Linked DNA regions of Mus musculus: region 2 is linked to region 1. The links are chromatin contacts, called in public Hi-C maps. All regions are on one chromosome and are shown on one strand. The core of a region is the stretch at or near the end of the contact, and the rest is flanking DNA. Distances in the headings are between cores, read along the strand shown. Region 1 has its middle 260 kb from the start of Gm24295. Region 2 overlaps Gm34196 (a long non-coding RNA gene).

What was found. Hi-C and Micro-C count contacts between places; a contact is called where the count stands out from the background.
Region 2: a contact with region 1 is called in a Hi-C map of cerebral cortex, with 5 times the contacts expected there. The contact joins two enhancer-like sites. A contact is called at or near these places in 1 of 484 Hi-C or Micro-C datasets (cerebral cortex) and 1 of 115 datasets of contacts at active chromatin or transcription factors (embryonic forebrain).

What each region holds. Positions count from the first base shown.
Region 1 is chr13:82,306,472-82,309,880 of GRCm38.p6, forward strand. No RefSeq gene overlaps it. Among named protein-coding and RNA genes, the nearest start is that of Gm24295, 260 kb to the left of the region's middle. Within about 2 kb of position 2,085, at least 4 of the 459 cell types and tissues checked have an H3K27ac peak or open chromatin away from gene starts, as enhancers often do. A contact at or near this core is called in cerebral cortex, where this site is marked.
Region 2 is chr13:84,757,426-84,761,095 of GRCm38.p6, forward strand. All of the region lies in intron 2 of Gm34196 (a long non-coding RNA gene), which reads right to left. Among named protein-coding and RNA genes, the nearest start is that of Gm34246, 84 kb to the left of the region's middle. Within about 2 kb of position 1,321, at least 36 of the 459 cell types and tissues checked have an H3K27ac peak or open chromatin away from gene starts, as enhancers often do. A contact at or near this core is called in cerebral cortex, where this site is marked.

The DNA of each region.
Region 1 (3,409 bases), core at 835-3,334:
CCATTCTGACTGGTATGAGATAGAATCTCAGGGTTGTTTTGATTTGCATTTCCCTGATTATTAAGGATGTTGAACATTTGTTCAGGTGCTTCTCAGCCATTCTGTATTCCTCAGTGGAGAATTCTTTGCTTAGCTCTGTACCCCATTTTTAAAAAGGGTTATTTGGTTTTCTGTAGTCCAACTTCTTGAGTTCTTTATATATATTGGATATTATCCCCATATCAGATTTAGGATTGGTAAAAATATTTTCCCAATCTGTTGGTTACCATTTTGTCTTATTGACAGTGTCCTGTGCCTTACAGAAGATTTGCAATTTTATGAGGTCCCATTTGTCAATACTCGATCTTACAGCACAGGCCATTGCTGTTCTGTTCAGGAATTTTCCCCCTGTGCTCATATCTTTGAGGCTTTTCTCCACTTTCTCCTCTATAATTTTCAGTGTCTTTGGTTTTATGTGGAGTTCCTTGGTCCACTTAGACTTGAATTTTGTACAAGGAGATAAGAACGGGTCAATTCCCATTCTTCTACATGATAACCGCCAGTTGAGCCAGCATCTCTTGTGCTTGAAAATGCTGTCTTTTCCCCACTGGATGGTTTTAACTCCTTTGTCAAAGATCTAATGACCATAAATTTGTGTGTTCATTTCTGGGTCTTCAAAAGCACCCAGATGTCCGTCAACAGAGGAATGGATACAGAAAATGTGGTACATTTACACAATGGAGTACTATGCAGCTATTAAAAACAATGAATTCATGAAATTCTTAGACAAATGGATGGATCTGGAGGATATCATCTGAAGTGAGGTAACCCAATCACAAAAGAACACACATGATATACACTCACTGATAAGTGGATATTAGCCCAGGAGGTCAGAACATCCAAGATTCAATTTGCAGTACACGTGAAACTCAAGAAGAAGGAAGACCAAAGTTTGGATACTTCGACCCTTCTTAGAAGGGGGTACAAAATACCCATGGAAGAAGTTACAGAGACAAAGTGTAGAGCAGAGACTGAAGGAATGACCATCCAAAAACTGCCCCACCTGGGGATCCATCCCATAAACAACCACCAAACCCAGACACTATGGCAGATGCGAACAAGAGCTTGCTGACAGGAGCCTGATATAGCTATCTCCTGAGAGGCTATGCCAGTGCCTGACTAATACTGAAGTGGATGCTCACAGTCATCCATTAGATGGAGCACAGGGTCCCCAATGAAGGAGCTAGAGAAAGTACCCAAGGAGCTGAAGGGGTTTAAAGCACCCTAGTAGGAACAACAATATGAACTAACCAGTAACCCCAGAGCTCCCTGGGACTAAACCACCAATCAAAGAAAACACAGGGAAGGACTTGTGGCTATAGCTGCATATGTAGCAAATGTCGGCCTGGTTGGCCATCAATGGGAGGAGAGGCCCTTGGTCCTGTGAAGGTTCTATGCCCAGTATAGGGGAATGCCTGGGCCAGGAAGTGGGGGTGCATGGGTTTCGGAGCAGGGAGATGGGAGAGGATAGGGGATTTTCAGAAGGGAAACTAGGAAAGGGAATAACATTTGAAATGTAAATAAAGGAAATATCTAATAAAAACAAAAAAAAAAAACAAAAGAAAAAGAAAAAGAGAAACAATCAATTCAAAGGAAATATTGCTAATTGAAAGAAAGTTTAAAACACTCTCTATTGTTTAGAGATAGCTATAAAGTTCCCCACTCATTTTTTATTCCTTATGGTCCTCCAAAAGTCCCCCAGTTAGAGGACATTCATGTGTGGCCTCTAAGTATAAGGCGATCAAACCATTTGATGAGTATATCCTAGGAAACTGGATATCTGTTGGATTTACATTCTATTTTGTCCAAGCTTCCAGGAGACATTTCTGAAACCACAAGATGGTGCTAGGCCATGCCCTTGTCCATCATCCCTTAAACCTGCTGGGAGTGGTGCTTGTCCTTCACAAAGTCTCCCCAGCCCTTTTCTCTAAAATTTTCCATCTCCCAGTCTTCTCCTCTCCCACGTGCCCCCTACGCTTCAGCCACAGGCATGTCTCACTGCGTTCTGAATATGCCACTTTTTTGAAACTCTATCTTGTCCCAGATGCTGTTTCTTTTCCTGGAGTGCCCTTCCTTCCTTTCTATGCGCAGCGAACTCCCACTCGTGCAATAGGACCTAGCTCAAATGCCATCTCCTCACTGAAAACCTTTGCAGTCCTGCACAAAGCCGCACTCTCCCATTCACAGTCGCCCTGGCCTTTTGAGTTGTCTAGGGGAGGATCCTCTGGACTAATCCCTTGGCTATGAGTTCTGTGAGGGTTGCCAAACCTTTTGAATTTTTAATTTTGATCTTTAATCAAAAGTTCAGTATTCATCTGGAGGAATGATAGTTTTCTGGGCCCTTTCCTGCCTGTCTGATCTCATCCAGCCCCTTTATCTCAGCTTCAGTGTCCTCTTTTCAGGAAGGACATGTAAAAATGGGGGTGGGGGAGTGGGGGGAGCACAAATGAAAAATCATGTAGAAACTTGGGAGGAGCCTTTGTCTCCCCTTTATGGCAAGCAGCAAGGTGTGTAACTAACACTCCCATGACTTTACTGCATTTTAGAGTATTGTCCAGAGAGAATTTAGGGGCTTTATTTTAAATTAAAAACATCCCAATATTAAATATTTGTGAAAAAGAAGTCTTTTGCTTTGACATAGAGTAATTCTTTTAATATATATTCATGGTTGTAAATAATTATATTTATTAATTGTTTAAAATTCAGCATTGAAATCATACATACAGATACGGTTATATAGACTGAACAGGTTATGTTTATGCATTTAAGAATATATATGTATATGCCTGTATAAGTATGTATATAATAAAAATTAATTTAAAAGTGGCAATGATTTTAAAAGAGAGCAAGGACAGATATATGATAATATTTGGAGAAAGGAAAGGGGAAGATAAAGTGATGTAATTATAATCTGAAAAGTAAGATAAATAATTTAAGAAAAATTATATTTATAATATCAACCATGAAAGGAGGAGTGTATAAAACACATCTAAAAGATTAGTAAATTGGTTAAAGAAAAAGAAAATTGTCTTTGAAAAAGGCTTGGGTTGATTGCTGCTCTTCAGGCAACAAAGAATGATGCTTTGTAGTACTTAATGCAGCCAGTGAGCTCCAGAGCTGCCTTTCTGACAAATGTTGCAATCCATGTAGCCAGCACTAGGACATCATGCGTGCGAACCATGGTGCATGTGAGTGCTTGCTCGGTGTCCTCACTGAGTGTGACAGGAGAAAAGACAAAAAAGGTTAAGAGTAACGTCTGCTCCAGACACACTCCCCATCTGTCTTCTTGTCATTGCTGAACTCCTCAGGGTACCAAGTGAAGTGCAGTGTCTTAACTATTTTCCAATGAGGAGGTAATTAAGACCTAGCC
Region 2 (3,670 bases), core at 71-2,570, 2.5 Mb after region 1:
ATTCCCCTCATATTTACATTTTAAAGAGCTATGATTATATCATTGGATCTTTGTTTTACTAAATATTTTATATAGATGTCTTCTTAGAATCTGTAGTTTTGATAAATTTATAAAAATCAAAGCTAAGAAAATATGTCCAACAAATTATCTTATTCTCAGATACTATACACGGGATAAAAAGCTTTACAAAGGTGGATACTGAAAACAGCCCCCCCAAACTTCAGATCTGTGAGATTTTAAACTGACATGATTTCATATCTATCAAAATTGTAAAGCCATTAGAAGTAAAATTAAATGTGTAGGTTATATAGTAGTATCAGTAGTACATGAAATAAATTATGCACTTCAGTTTGTCAATGCGCAGTATCATTTTTGATCCCATGTAAATCTGCTATGAGACGTTTAAAGGAATATCAAAAATATACCCCAACCACAACAGATTTGTCATTCATGCGCTGTTGAGCATGGAGGCCTAATTTACCCTTTTGCCATTATTTTAAATTAAGGCACTTATCCAAAGATCAAAACATCGTCTACAATGGACATTTTGTGAAGGCAGATAGTGATAACATCTGAAGGGATATGGTAATTGTTCCTGTTGTGGACGAACAGGGAGAGATATTTGATATGTATCTTGGGAAACAGGAAATGTTCCACATATAAAACTACAACTGCAAGTGTGGAGGGAAAGACGAAAGCGGCCCAGTGACCAGGCAAAAACTTTAAACGTATTTGCGAAGCAAGAACAAAGACATGCGTTGCCTGGCTGGTAGAAAGTGTTAAAGGGGATTGTCTCCTTTGCCACGGCTGTTTGAAATCCAGCATTTCATATTAGTCCTTAATGACAGACCCTAACAGCATAAGTGAAGAAAAACCAAGAGAAATTTTGATGAAAAAAAAAAAAAATCAAGAAAAAGAAATATGACTGCAAATGTGCAAACTTTGTCTGCAGTTGTTGCAGGCACAGTGGTGAAGGGACTGCTCTGTCCACCTATTAAGGTAGACCGCATAACAAATAGCACACTATCCCCCAAAGGGAAGAGAGTAAAGTTCTCAGGAAACCCCAGCAAACACTGACATGATTTTTATTATTCCAAATTTAATCCGACATTTTCTAAGTGTGTGTGGAAGGAGGACAGAATACTCCCTTTGTGTCCTGGAAAGTGTCATGCGACACAAAAAGATCTTTCTCAAAGAAAAGGCATCTTACATGATTAACACTGAGCTCCCAGCTTGAAAAGAATAAACCCCCAATGTCGCGCAGTGCAGGACGGCTGAGCAGGTCCAATACAGTGCTTTCATGCCATCTAGTGGTCATCTGAGAAGTCTCCCCGAGACCCGGGGATCTCAAGCAACTGGTAAAGAGGAGTAGCCATCCTCACCACCTCCACCACCACCATCACCACCATCACAACCATCACCACCATCACCACCATCACCACCATCACCACCCAAAAAAGAAAGAAAAGTAAAGAAACACGAGGTTGAAAAAACATATAAATAATTTAGGACACAAAAAAAATCTCATCAGCTTCAATAACCTGGCTAAATTTTTGATACCGTTTTAATTTGAGTGGAATTTGTTTCTTCTGGTCCTCTCTTTTCCTCCTTTTTTCTTTCCTCAATTCTTTTTCAAGTTTCCTTTTGTTTTCAGTCTACTTTCCGTTAGATTACACTTAGAAAAGAAACACAGATGCATGTTTTAATCATTAGTTTCTGAAAGAATTAAAACGTCACTTGCTTTCATACCTTGGTTTGGGTATTTTGAGACTTTTCTTTTAAATAAACCATCTCCCCACCACTCATATAAAATGTCAAGAAGCAAGACGGTACATAACTGAATTCCTCGGTAATAACTACATTCCTCCTTCTTGGAAAGGCACAGTACCTAAAATGTTCTCGACTTCTCTTCTGATGTCGGCCGCCCTATAAGCAGTCCTCAGAGTATTGAACTTTGAATTTTTTGAAAGCTAAAGTATTTTTCCCATTTTGCAAAATAGTTTTAAAATGTCATTATATGCATCTATGTCCAGGTGTGCTCTTTATACTTTGCCTAATAAATCATTTTCAAATACTGTAGCACAATTGGTTTCCTTTTCTAGTTGAGATTTATTTCTAAAGCTTAGGAATTCTTTTATTTCTCATTGATTCATACATTTTTATATTAGTTTTATTGTTTCTAAGGATTTGCCTTTTAAGGACACAAAAAGCTGATTTCTAATTGTGTAAAATAAATCTTTGATTTCAGTCAGCAACTAGTGTTTTTATCCGGGAAAGCCTCAGCCTTTTCTTTCTTTCTCTCTTTCTTTCTTTCTTTCTTTCTTTCTTTCTTTCTTTCTTTCTTTCTTTCTTTCTTTCTCTCTCTCTCTCTCTCTATCTCTCTCTTTCTTTTTCATAAAACAGTATATTTCGAAGGCTTCATGACATAAGAACAATACAGATTTTATAGTGGTTAGAGATCAGTAAGAAATACAAAGTGGAGTGGTGCTCAAATGCTGGTCCAGGCTTTAAATTAAAACAGATATTTATTTAAAAGAATTTAATAAACTAACAAAGTACTTGCAAATATTTCAAGTAATATTGCAGCAGAAAATAATTTTGTTGCTTATTTTTCCTCACTTTTGTCTTGCAAACGTGGGCGTACATACACTGGAATATTCAATGTCAATGATTCCATCATAGACAGAAATTAAAAGCATAAATGTAACATTTTCTGATGCATTTGCCATAGTTGTAGTCTCTATCAATGTGCATATTTTCATTTTGTAACTTAAACAAAGGTGCATATATTTTAAAGTAGATGTTCACCTCAAAACTAAGATTTAATTTTCAAACTATGTAGCAAATATAGTATATAGTACAAATATGCATAAAGATGCCAAATCTAGATTTTCACCTTCTAAAAGACTATAGAGCAAAAATTATGTCACTTAAAATGCTATTTTCCTCTTTTATCTCCATCTTGAATGGCAACATAATCTTAATCACAAAATATTTGCTGATTATATCTATATATTCTATATCTATGCATATCTATAAATTCAAGAAATGCTTGCTGATTATATCTATCTATTATATTATTTCTAATGATTGATGTTTTAGATTACTTTTAAATATAACTTTCTCATGGAACCTGGCCATTTAAAAACTATGTTCATTTTTGACATTTTTCTAATAACTGGTACAGACACAATTCTCCTTTATTCTCTATGTAAGCAGAACTAACTCATAACATCAGTGAAAGAGCGTGAGGAGGGATGCGGGAGGGATGCATGTGAGTGGTGTGGTGTGCATGTATCCAAGTGTCACAATGGGATGCATTACTTTGTTCGCTAAAAAGTCTCTTTCTATATAATAACTACTGACTTAATGTAAACATACTTCAAATCTAGCAGGTTTCTATCTTTTGAAGAGGATAATATTACAATAATAATATGAAGTGGGATAATGAAGATTCTTAAAATAATCACTTTAAAAAAACCTTGGCAGGTCAGAAACTTCTCTGTTGACTAAAATAATAGAGTGTGTGTTTTTTTTTTTTATTTCTACAAGTGGGTTCATATAAATGAAAAGGAAAAATAGAGTTCCAGAAGCTTTGAAATCATATCGACGTAAGATGCTACTTTCTGATAAAGATAAATTCAAGAGAGCTTTACATATTCATTGATTA